Regions from separate parts of the Rattus norvegicus genome. Here region 2 is linked to region 1. The links are chromatin contacts, called in public Hi-C maps. All regions are on one chromosome and are shown on one strand. Each heading gives the region's core, a stretch centred on a gene start, on an enhancer-like site or on the middle of the called end of the contact. The rest is flanking DNA. Distances are from core to core; before and after follow the strand shown. Region 1 has its middle 43 kb from the start of Shank2. Region 2 overlaps Shank2 (SH3 and multiple ankyrin repeat domains 2).

Evidence for each region. A called contact is a pair of places that touch in the nucleus more often than the background predicts.
Region 2: a Hi-C map of liver shows a contact between it and region 1, with 4 times the contacts expected there. The contact joins two enhancer-like sites. A contact is called at or near these places in 4 of 12 Hi-C or Micro-C datasets (kidney, liver and mammary epithelial cells).

Annotation. Positions count from the first base shown.
Region 1 is chr1:208,552,383-208,558,523 of GRCr8, forward strand. No RefSeq gene overlaps it. Among named protein-coding and RNA genes, the nearest start is that of Shank2, 43 kb to the right of the region's middle. Within about 2 kb of position 3,224, at least 4 of the 93 cell types and tissues checked have an H3K27ac peak or open chromatin away from gene starts, as enhancers often do. A contact at or near this core is called in liver, where this site is marked.
Region 2 is chr1:208,645,176-208,651,607 of GRCr8, forward strand. Shank2 (SH3 and multiple ankyrin repeat domains 2) reads left to right here. Exons shown (of 23, transcript NM_201350.1): 3 at 4,768-4,971. Among named protein-coding and RNA genes, the nearest start is that of Shank2, 50 kb to the left of the region's middle. Within about 2 kb of position 3,301, at least 1 of the 93 cell types and tissues checked has an H3K27ac peak or open chromatin away from gene starts, as enhancers often do. A contact at or near this core is called in liver, where this site is marked.

The sequences.
Region 1 (6,141 bases), core at 1,974-4,473:
GCTTGTCTATCCTGTTCATTTTATTTTATTGTTTTGATTGGGAGGTATTTCTCTTCCTTCCTCCCTCCCTCCCTCTCTCTCTCTCGACAGGGTTCAGAGCTTACCATTAGGCTGGGCTGACTGCCCAGTGAGCCCCAGAGATCTGCTTGTTTCCATCTTCCCTGTACTGGGATTACAAGCACGGGCCACTGTACCCTGTTTATAGGTTCTGAGAATCAAACTAAAGTCCTCATATTTGTTTGGCAAACACTTCACCAACTGAGCTTTCTCTCCCAACCCTCTGTTTTCAACTTTGATTGGTTAAACATCTGTAAAGACCCCCTCCCCTTTGAAATAGTTCACACCTTTGGAAGATCTGCCCTTTAGCCCATCCCTGCCCTCTGTAGCCAGCTCCTGTCCAGCTCAGTGAGAGACCCTGTCTCAAGACAATGAGGTAGAGAGTGATACAGGATGCCTGGTGTCCTGCTCTGGCCTCTGTACACACATGCATGGATGTACCCACACACTGTCTTAGTTATACTTCTGTCACTGTGATAGAACACCCTGACAAAGAGCAACCCAAAGGAGGCAAGAGTTTGTTTAGCTCACAATCCCTGGCTGTGGTTCGTTGTTGTGGGGAAATCAAGTTGGGATCTTAAAGCATCATATCCACAGTGAAAAGCAGAATGAGAATAAACACATGAATCCTTGCTTGCTTCTCGAGGCAAGATTTCTCCTTCCTTATATTGTTTGAGATCCTCTGCCTAGAGAATGGTGCTGCTGCTGCCCTCAGTAGGCTGGGTCTTCCTATATTGTCAAGACAATTGCCTGTTAATATGCCAACAAGGTAACACAATCCAGAGAGTTCCTCGGTTGCAGGTGTCTTCTCATGTGATCCTAGGTTTGTAAAGTTGACAATTAAAAACTGAACGTGTAATGAGCACACACACAAACACAGAGAGAAATTGTTCTGAGTTGGAGCCCAAGTACACTTAAGCTTTTCTTTTTCTTTTGTTTAAATGTAAAGTTACCTCTGAGATTGGCCACATCAGGGTGTTCTAAAGATATCTACAAGGCAGCTGTGAGGCCAGTGAGTCAAGCTTCTGTTAGATGAGAACAGAGATCCAGTGAAACACTGTATCCCAAGCAGGTACACCACAGAGCCTGACTCATGGGGTTGCCCTCCTCAGCCCCAGCAAAATGCACAGGTGGTGGCTGGCTGGACCAAGGACACTGTCTACCTCTCAGGGATGAAATTAAGGGTGTGCTGGAGTCTATGCCGAAAGTCAGGACACACGTCTGCTCCTGAGACTGTCTGGTATTCAGGCCCAGGGTTCTGGCTTTGAGCTTTGTAACAGAGACTTGTCCCTTCCATTTGGAAGTAAAAGGAGATGGTTCTGTATGTAGTCACCCACATCGCTCCTGGCTGAGGGAAGCTGTTGGCCTGGTCCCTCTGCCTTGGGTCCAACCAGAAGTCACATAACACTTTGATTATTTCTGTAACCTTTTGGGGGCCTCTTTCAGTTTCTCCCTCAGAGGAAGCTTGTTGGCCTACGAAAATGCATTTTTACCCGAAATAGACATTAATCCAACATTGCAAGATTTTTTTTCTTTAAAGATAGGGACTTACTATGTAGCCCAGGCTAACCAGGAACTCATGGCAATCCTCCTTCATCAACTCCTTGAGTGCTAGGTCTACAGAGATGAACACGCACACATGCACATGTGCACACACATACTTTATTTGTTTGTTTGTTCATTTTTGACGACAGAGTCTTACTATGTGGCCCTTGCCGTCACAGAACTTGCCATGTAGACCAGGCACCTACAGCTCACAGCTTTGGGACTGCTCATGGCAGAAGGGCCTGTATCTCCTACTCTCCCTAAAATCCCACTGGAAGCTGGGAACACCCAGATGTGCAACAGGCAGCTCTTGGCTGGGGCTATTTATCCCATTTTTCTGTCCCTAGGAGGAGCACCATCTGGTGTCATTTTCCCTGGAGTACCAGACTGCTCTCCTCCTGCTTATTATGGCTTCCCCAGTACCACAAGTAAGTGAATGACCTCAGGTTGCTCCAGTGAGCACCTAGAGTCCCAGTGCTTGGACCATGACCAATCCAGTCATAAGCAGAGTCTTCTCCGGGATTCTTGTCAAAAGCCCTGGTGACTTCCTTTCTAGTGGGTCAGCCACAGTCTGAATGGAGGCAGGTGGTAACTCAGATGATGGGCGGGAAAGAGCAATCCCAGAGCCCAGAGAGACTGTATTAGTTTTATTATTCTTCATTGCTGTGATAAAGACCTAACTTTAGCAACTTAAGGAAAGAGAGGGGTTTTGTTTAGGGTTTGTTTGGGCTCACAGTTTTAGGGTCCACCACAGGCCACCATGATGGGGAAGACACAGCTATGACAGTAGGAGTGTGAGGTTGTTGGCTCACATAGTAGTGACATAGTAGCAAGCAGAGACGGAACAGAAGGGGAGAGCCCGCCTCCAGCTAACTCATTTCCTCCAGAGATGCCCCGCCCCCTAAGGGTTCCACAGTATCCCCAAACAGCACAAGTAGGACTTGCTGGTCACTAAGAGTTCAAACACAGGCGCCTGCTAGGCAGCATCTCACATCTGAGCTAGGATAGATGCTGTGAGGCTACCCCACTGGGGAGCTTGCTCTGCACTGAGCTAGCTAGCACCTCCAGCATTGGTGTCCCCTAAGAACACATGCTCCAACCGTGCAGATCAATGTTTGACCACATTCCAGGTATCCTGGACCCAGTCCAGGTCGAATAAAACTCAGGGTCACACACAGTGAGGTCACCGACTGTAGAGCTGGAAAGACCTCTAAGCGGGTCTGGGGCAGATGTCTTGCATGCCCTCTCCCTTCTCACTCTGGCCCTCAGGCTGTGTTTCCCAGGCTCTGTACATTCCCGGGCAGACCTCTAAGGTCCAGGGGGTCTTTCTCATGGATGCCCTCCATATCGAAGAACAATCCTGCCTCTGTTTTATTGTTTGTTGGATAAACAGGCTGGATCAGGATGGCCAGTCTCCTTCTTCCTCCTCTTTTCTCACAACCAACCGAACCAGCCTGGCCTGTTCTGAACCAAGGAGGCTGGCTCCTCATTGGACCTCAGGGTCTGTCCTCTACATGTGAGCTTGGGGGCAGGGAAGGCGTCAGGAACCTCCCTTCCCCAGTAGCCACTCTTCTATGTGGGCCTGCCTTCTGTTTGACTTGGTTTGGTGGCACACACCTGTAATCTCTGCCCTCAGGAGGCTGAGGCACCAGAATTGCCATGAGTTCAAAGGTCAGCCTGGGCTACATGGGTATCGTGAGCTACAAAGTGAGATACCGAGATACTGCCTCAAAAAAACGCAGAAACAGAAATGGCAAAGAATGGAAAAAAGAAAAAGAAAAAAGTATAGCCACGTAGGTCTGACCCAGGATCAGTGAGCTTATTCAAGGCTGCTGAGTCATGCTAGGCACCTACATAACTTTGACATGGCTCTCCTCACAGTCTGTTGAGCATGGGGAGAATCTGCTAGAAAAGGCCATTTCCCAGAGTCAACACTCAGAGGATGGGAAGTGGGTACATCCCCAAAGCCACTCAGATTTAGTGTGTGTGTGTGTGTGTGTGTGTGTGTGTGTGTGTGTGTGTGTGTGTGTGTCCGTCCTGTAGAGATCTAGGATTACTTGTGTGGAGTTGCCCATCCGGACCTGGACCTGGCACAGTGTTCTCTGCTACGGGAACACCATGGGGACAGGCAGGGTCTTCTATCATGACTGCAACTCTGATCCACCAGGGGGCCAGGCCTGGGAAGCCTTTGCACACACAGGGCCGTTTCTAACCCTTACCGCTTCCTCTACAGACTGGGGTGCCTCCTCAGCAGGTATGGGGCACGGCTGGTCAGAGGTAAGACGTCTCCTATTGTTCTGTTGCACCCGAGTATCCCCATGTTCCCTTTTTAGAGTTGAAGTTCTGAAATCTACTCCTGTCCCCTCTGGCCTCTCTGGGAATGCTTTCTTGGATGCTCCTTTTGTCAGCTGGGGAACACGATGACCAGACAGACGGTCCAGAGCTGCAGAATTTCATGGCCCTACCTTGATGTCCCCAGGCAGACCCTTAGCTAACTCTTAACCCGAGTTAGGAGCACCTGTGGGTGCTGGCAGCTACAGCAGGAGTGCAGGGAGTCAGCCCTCCCTGCCCTGGTTCCAGCAAACTCTGGAGCCACGTGTGTCAGACAAAGGTGTAGAGTGTGTCCTGGCTGCCAGACAAAGCTGTCCTTCCCACCCAGCTGTCAGGAGGACAAAAGGCTGATTGAAGGCCCCTGATTCCTGTTACCAGGCCAGAGGCTGCTATTTACCTTCCTCAAGGTGAGATGGACTCAGTGGGGGCGCCCAGTGGGGATAATGCCACAGCCAGGTCTTGGCCCAGTTACAAGAATGTGCCCGTTAGTTAGTAATCCTCCAAAAGGTTGTATTAGGTGCAGTGCCTGTGCCCAGGCTGCCAAGCTGCCTACTTTTTTCTTAACTGCTTTTGTAACTGCAAAAGTGATTTCCACTCTGACTGATGTATCTTGCCTCTCACTACCACCAGAACCAAAAGGTCAGAGGTGGTTTTCCCTTGATGCTGCAGTGTCTCTAAGGTCTGGGGTCCAGCTAAGATGTCTTTCTCTGTGTGTTGTTAAGGAGTTCCACTCCTGACACAGAAGTCTGGTCCAGTAGACTGAGCATGAACTAGTCAAGGCCTGTCAATCAACACCTTTTTTTTTTTTAAATCTCTCTTAATGTCTGGCTCCCATCTCATGATCTTATTCAGTGCTGGGGCATTCCGGAAGTGGATTGTTTACTGAACCTTTGTTTTCAAAGTGAAACAGACCCAGAGCGGTGAAGTGAATTACTCCACACTGTAGAGTCAGAGATGGACAGGGCTGCAATTCATTACTTTAAAACTTTATTGATGTCATATTGACATACAATAAATGGCCCATGTTGATCACGAACAGTCTGATAACTTTTTACGAAATCTGTGCAGCAAAGCCTGACTAACTTCATCCCTGTCGATGCTGGGGGCAGGACAATGTGCTGAGGAAGATGCCTGACAGAAGATCAGACTGCTTCAAGACATAACCACAAAAATGTCTCCAGAGCTGCCAGGTGATTTCTGAGGGGCAAAGCCATCTCTTGTTGGAAACCAATAGTTCTCTCAGGCCGTTCTGTTGCTATAGTGAAACACTGGATGCCATGTGCTTTAAAAAGAAAAGATGGGGCTGAGGAGTCGTTCAGAGCATTGGCTGCTTTTGCAGAGAACCTGGATTCAGTTCCTTGTGGCTCTTTGTAATGCCGGCCTCCGTGGATCTGACGTTCTCTTCTGGCCCTCCACGGACATGATATAAACATGGTACTTACAGACAGAACACTCACACACGTATGATCGTTTCTTTTTTCAAGACAGGGTTTCTCTGTACAGCCCTGGCTGTTCTGGAACTCACTCTGTAGACCAGGTTAGTCTCGAACTCGCAGACATTTGCTTCCTCTGCCTCCCAAGTGCTGGGATTAAAGGTGTGCACCACCACTTCCCTGCTAACATCATTATTTTTTTTTTAAAAGAAAAAGAGGTTTATTTAGCTCGTAAGTTTTTTCTTTTGTACTCTTTTTGAGACAGGCTCTTATTCTGTAACCAACTTGTCCTTGAACCCTGGGCGCTCTTCCTTCTGTAAGTGCTAGGATCATAGATTTGAGTGGCTCACAGTTTGAAAGGTTTTAGGTCCAGGAACAGATGCTACTCCATTTGGCCTCTTATAAGACTCATGTAAAGGTAACTTTTATTCACCTGATATAATTATCATCTCAGAGGCGTACTGCTCACTAAGCTCACCCTTTCTAGTTTTTTGATTTTTTTTTTCTGAACTCTGACTGGATGTTCAATGCAGCTGCTCTGGCTCAAACTCTGCTCCAAGCTGACTGATTTAATCTGATTTCTCTGGCTTCTCACTGAATTACTTTACTTGACCTCACACTAACTCTGGTAATTTGTTCTAATTTTCTGGCTTCTTATTCTCTGGCTTCAACTGTTCCTGCTGACCTGCACTGAACTGCGTACACGCACAAATGAACTCAGCTTCTCTGCACTGCACTCGCTGCGCCAACCCCAAGTCTCTGACTGAACTCCACT
Region 2 (6,432 bases), core at 2,051-4,550, 93 kb after region 1:
GACACACATATGTACCACCAGTGCCTGCACACACATGAACATATACATAGCATCATGAAGAAGTCCATGATGACTTCGTGGATGCGCAGTGCAGAGAGATCCTCAGTGTGAAATGCGATTCCTTGTCAGGAGTATGTTAGGGGCATAGTGGGAGTGCACTGCCCAAAGGTGTGCTGCGGTGTGCACTGTGCCAGGGATTGGGCTTTCAGCTCTGGAGATGGCCCCTTCCCTGAGTGCTTGTCCTGAGTTCTTTTGGCTTCTTCTGGCTCCTCAGGTATAAGTGGGTGATTTAAGTCTCAGTCAGGGCTAACACTGGTTGAGAAGGCAGGCATCTTAGAGTGTGTATGTAATGCCAGCCTGGGGTTGTTGATCTTCCTGTCCGGGCTGCCCAGTTTAATGAGACATATTTATGCAGTGTAGTATTTACTATTCTTCCTCGCTTTGTCTAGAGGTTCCCTCACCTTCGCTGCAGTCTCATGGAGCAGCCCTTACACTCATCTCAGGCGCCAGGCAGACATGGGCAAATCCTAGCTGCCTTCGTCCACAGTGCTGCTGAGACTGTTGTAGGCAGGAAACGAGCGGCAGCTGCCTTTCTGCAGTGGTGGACATGCGGCCCCAGCGCTGCTGCGTGCCTCACTGAGACCCACACGGACCGGCAGTCAATGCTGACTTGCCCCTCAGCTCTCACTGTGGGCTTGTGGCCCACTGGGAGTTGTAGATATTTGCTCCTGGTCATCCAGTCATCCGTGTAACATATAGCAATAGGACAAGCATGACCTCCTCAGTTCTTGTGGTGTAGCCCTGACTCCAGGACCTCACAATGTAACTGTTCGGAGCTAGGAGGGCTTTCAAGAGGGGATTAGGATAAATTAAGGCCAACAGGGTGACTCTGATTCACATGACTGGGGCCCTAATAAGAAGTGGGGATCAGACACAGGGTAGCCTGTGAGGACAGGGAGAAGACGCCAGCTGCAAGCCAAGGGGACAGGTCTCAGGAGGAGCCAACACTGAGATTCCTCCATCCTGGACTTCTGATGCTGTGGAAACAAACAGATGCACAGTTAAAGACTGAAACACACAGGCTGGGCTTTTCTGGTTGGATTTGACGAAGATCAAGACCCCCTGAACTTTACCCTTGCAAATTGGCTTGGCAGGCTATGGCCAATGAGCACGGTGTGGGAGATTTGTTCTTGTGGCCTCCGAAGCTCCTGTCCTGCACTGAATGGCAGACCCAGCACGGTTGATCTCTCCACCCATCCACAGTGCATACTAACCAAAGCAACTTACAGAAGTAAGGGTCTGTTTGTACTTAAAATTCCAGAGGGATCCGAATCCATGATGGCAGAGTAGAGGCATAGCAGTTGACGTTGAGAGCTCACAGCTCCCATCTTGAATTCCAAGCAAGAAGCAAAAGGAATTAACTAGAAATGGAGTGAGTCTTTTAACTCTCAGAGCCCGCCCCCACAGTGACATACTTCCTCCAGCAAGGCCACACCTCTAAATCCTTCCCAAACAGTTCTACCAACAGGGTATTGAATAGCATTCAAACACATGAGCCTATGGGGATCATTCTCATTGATGACCACCACAAGGGTCATCATCAATTATAATCACCATTACCACCCTCCACCATCACCATTATTCCTAATTGATAATTCACTATTATCTAATTGACATGCCCAGGTGTGTGATTACAAATTCAATCAAGGTGACAATCAAGATTAAAGGTCAGGGGCAGGTGATTTGCATATCTGCTACTTCACGGGGCTGTTGGGACTGACCCCAGGTATACTGCCTCATACCTCTAAGTTCAGAAATCCAAGATCCAAGTGCTGGCTTCTCCAGGATGCCCTGAGGAGCCTCTGTCCCACTCTTCGATTTTTTTTTTCTCTATAGGAACATCATCCCGATAATCCTGCAGCCCCCATCCTATGCGCCACCTGTGTCATTCCTGTTTACCATCCCTGTAATGCCATGAATTAGGTCAGAGCCACCCTTCTCCAGTGCAGCCTCATCTTAATTGACCACACCTGAAAAAACATTTCTAAATACGTTTCTGTCTTCTTGGGGTGGATGTTGCTTATGGTCACCTGCATCTTTCTGGCTGCCAAACGTGTGACGTGAGGCCCAATGTACTGAGGAATCAACACGGCGGTTGCTTAGTAGGTCTGCCCAGCAGGTGGGTGGCAGACCTAGGTATTCCTGACCTGTGAATTCTGTCTCTTCCCAGAAGGGGCTCCATGGGGCACCACTGGTGCTTTCCAAACCTGCTGTTTGTTTCTGAGGGTTGGTTCTCAAACTGGGGAGGTGCAGAATGGGCGTCACTGCTCTGCCCACCAAGTGGCAGTGAGTGCCAGTCTTTGTGTAGCTTACAATGGCCAACAAGTCCTCTGGGAGGCAGCATACAGCCCTGGGCCCCTCTAGGCACTTGCCAGTTGGCAGGTTCTTGTCAGCTGTCGGGGGGGGGGGGGGGAGAGAGAGAGAGAGAGAGAGAGAGAGAGAGAGAGAGAGAGAGAGAGAGAGAGAGAGAGAGGCTGCTGAAATGCTCTGTGTGAGGGAACCTGAGTTGGGACGTCCCATCTGTGTACTGTAACCCAAATCCTGCAGTGATTCCTGAACTGGGAGTGGTGGGGTTATGTGCAGCCCCAGGAGGCTGTATCTCTTATCAGGCTTTTGTTGTGTCAAGATCACAGAGAGTTCTCACCTAGCCCTGGGCGGATGGAGGAGGGGGGCCCATGTGCCTCCTCTCTGGAAGGAACAACTGGTCCCACCAGGTCTTGTAACCCAGGAAGGTCAGAGGGTCACCCTGAACTCAGCCAGTGACACCTGAGAGGGGCCAACAGGAGCGTTCATTCATGTGTGGGGTGTCAGCTTCCCTGGCTGGGGTTGGAGCCGCTAGACTAGTGTTCAGGGTTGACAGGAGCTGAGCCATTCTGCAGCCATGAGAGCCTTCTGGTGCTCAGGGACAGGATCCTGAAGGCAACAGGGCCTTCGGTACCCTTAGGCAGGCCCACACAGAAACCCCTGTGAAGCACTAATTCTAGCCTCTTTCAGCAATTCCCCAGCTCTCCTAAGCTGTCTTCACAGTAGGAAAGCGCATCCCTGCACTCCTGCTATGGCTGAGCAGTGGAAACCTATTTTAATCCAAGACAAATGAAAAGTCTTAGTTAGACACGAACTTGGTCTGGCTTTGCTTCCCTTGGCTTCCAAGGAGTGCTACTGAAGGCTCCTGGGAACACAGCTGAATGTCACTCTTCCAGTTCTCACAGGCAGGGATGCATCTTTAGGAGTGTGGGTGATGGAGGCCCAGCAGAGCTGTTTAACCTTTTAAGAAATTACCTCTTGCAGTGACTGGTTTGATACTCCCCAACCCTGCTCAAATAGTTTCTCATAATTGCCACCCCTCACCCTTCAAGTGGTACGTACAGGTTGGGTTTTGTTTTCTTTTCCATTTTTTCACATGCGTGTATGTGGTGTGCATATGCACATGCATGTTTGGCTACATGATGTCCAAAGTGGATGTCTAGAGCCATCCTTCACTGACTGCTCTTTCACCTGTTCCCTGAGGCAGGGGTTAAGGCTCTACCAATCAAACCCAGAGCTTGCCCTTCTGGCTGGTGCCGTCAGCCAGCTCTGTCTGCCAGATGCACTGTCCCTGCCTTCTGGGGCTGGAATTACAGATGCATGCCACACCCACCTGGCATTTATATGAGTTCTAGGGATTTGAACTCCAATCCTCACACTCTCACGGCAAGCGCTTTTAATCATAGAGCTTTGTCACCGGCTGTCATACGGTTCTGATTTTCAGTTCAGAGACAGTGTTGGTGATGTGAAGACTCACTCTCACCCCTCAGGCTTCCCATAGTGAGCTCCTGAGGCAAGGTATCATAGTTGCCAGAGAGCAAGCCATGCACACCTCAAGGGGCACCATCGCACAGTCAGCGGCAGCACCAGGGGCTCCATGTAAATGGATGGAGAATCATGCACAAGACTCGTTTTATCTTTATCAGGAAGGAGTGCGGCTTTTACACAGGGGCACACTGGATCTATTAGGTGTTACAAATAGGAAATCATGCAGTATATCCAACCATGTGTCCCAGGGCAGCTGTAAATACCTCAAACAAAAGAGGTTTTATTTCCTAACGCAATCACACAGTTCTCAAACATGGACTTTTGTAGATGGCAATGCTATATTCCAATATGAAATGCACTGGGAGGGTGTGTGGACATTTTAAAAACATGTCATCGTTGCATATGAGGAACCTGAGTGTCGGGGGGGGGTCCTGTAACCCGTGGGATGTCTTAGAGACAGCTGTATTTGGCTATGACTCTCAGTGGATATCCCCCACCACAGTGCACTCCTGCGCTCTGGTGTGCACATTTATGCATAGAATAATCTTGGTTTCGGTTCCTAGGCTGGCTGGTCAGGTAGTCTCAGGGGTTAGCCTGTCTCTACTCCCTAGTGCTGGGACTTTGTGAGGCTTCTGGGGCTCAAGCTCAGCTGCCATGCTTAGAGGGCAGGCACTTCATTGACTCCCAGCCCTGACTGAGTTCTTTTGCTTTCCCCAGCCTTTCTGTTTGAGAGACAGAGGTAAACTTTACTTCGAAGTCAGCAAGCCACGTCTCTTGGCTCCCGTGTTCTGAACACGTAGCAGTGGGGCAGAGGGGACAGGAACTGGAAGGAACAGGAATCTTTTGATCCTGTGCCCAGGTTAGTGGCTCCGATGACCTTTGGCATCCTGACTCATGCCTCTGTTCTTCCTGCAGAAGTGCATTCGATTTAACCCGGACGCCACCGTGTGGGTGGCCAAGCAGCGGATACTGTGCACGCTGAACCAAGGCCTGAAGGATGTACTCAACTATGGGCTCTTTCAGCCCGCCAGCAACGGGCGTGACGGCAAGTTCCTGGATGAGGAACGGCTCCTGCGGGAATACCCACAGCCCATGGGCCAGGGTGTGCCTTCCTTGGAGGTAAAGAGCCCTGTGTGACCGTGCGAGGGCTGGTGCTGTGCAGCCTGGGTGCAACCGAGGGCAGCATTTTAGCCAGGCTCTGGTTGGTTTTCCATTAGAAACTCAGCCACCCTACAGTTAAGGTCTGGCTCCTCTGGACCTTCCCTTTTAGGCATGTGGGTGACAGGTACCCGGTGGTCCTTCTTGGTGGCCTTAGAGGTGTGGATCAATGGCCTGATTAGCTGATGACAAAGCGGGAGCTGAGTTTATGGGGGCATCTGGATGTGGGCTGGGGTAGGATGCAGGGCTAAAGCATCGTAATCTAGCAGCAGGCTTGGACACCTTCCAATTCCATTCAGAAGCTACAGGCTGAGCTTAGAAGACACACACTCCTCAGGCAGTCCTGGCGGTCCAGTTCTTCAGGACTGACGTGTTCTGACACTTAAAAATCAAGGAAGTTCCCATCTGAGTCATGGGCGGACCTTGCCTTCTGTGGACTTGTCATGTTGTGTGGGGTAGAGGAAGAACAGAACACAGTGATGGCACTACACACTACAGAGATGGCTCAGGGGTTAAGAGCGGTGGTTGCTCTTCCAGAGGTCCCAAGTTTCCCAGCAATCACATGGGTGGCTCACAACCATCTGTAATGAGATCTAATGCCCTCTTCTGGCCAGTGGATGTATACGCAGAGCACTTAGACATTAAATAAATTTAAAAAAAGAACAGCTGCTGCTCTTCCATAGGACCCAAGTTGATTCCAGCCTCTAAACACATACACACACACACACACACACACACACACACACACACACACACACACACAGAGGAATGCACACACACATGTACACACATACATATATACACATATACATATATACATAGACATAGACACACATATATGCACACACATGTACACACATACATATACACACATATACACATATACATATATACATAGACACAGACACACATATATGCACATACATGTACACACATATACATACACATATACACATGCACACATATATACATGCATATACATATACACATATATGCACACAAATACACACATATACATACATATACACAGACACACATAGAGATTGCTTTGTGATTTTGAACACTCATTGCTGTTGCAGAGGAACTGGTTTCAATTCCCAGCACTCACTTGGTAGCTTACAACCATCTTTAACTCCAGTTCCAGGGGATCTAATGCCTTCTGACCTCCATAGTTAACAGTCACATACATGGTACATCGATATACATTCAGGCAAAACACCTGTGGACACAAAATTATATATATATTTTTTTTTGAGATAGGGTTTCTCTGTGTAGCCTTGGCTGTCCTGGAATTCACCCTGCAGATCAGGTTGGCCTCGAACTTATAGAGATCTACCTGCCTTTGCCTTCCAAGTCTAGGGTTAAAGGCATGTGTCACCACCACCCAGCATAAAATAACATTTAAAAACATTAGATTTTCTT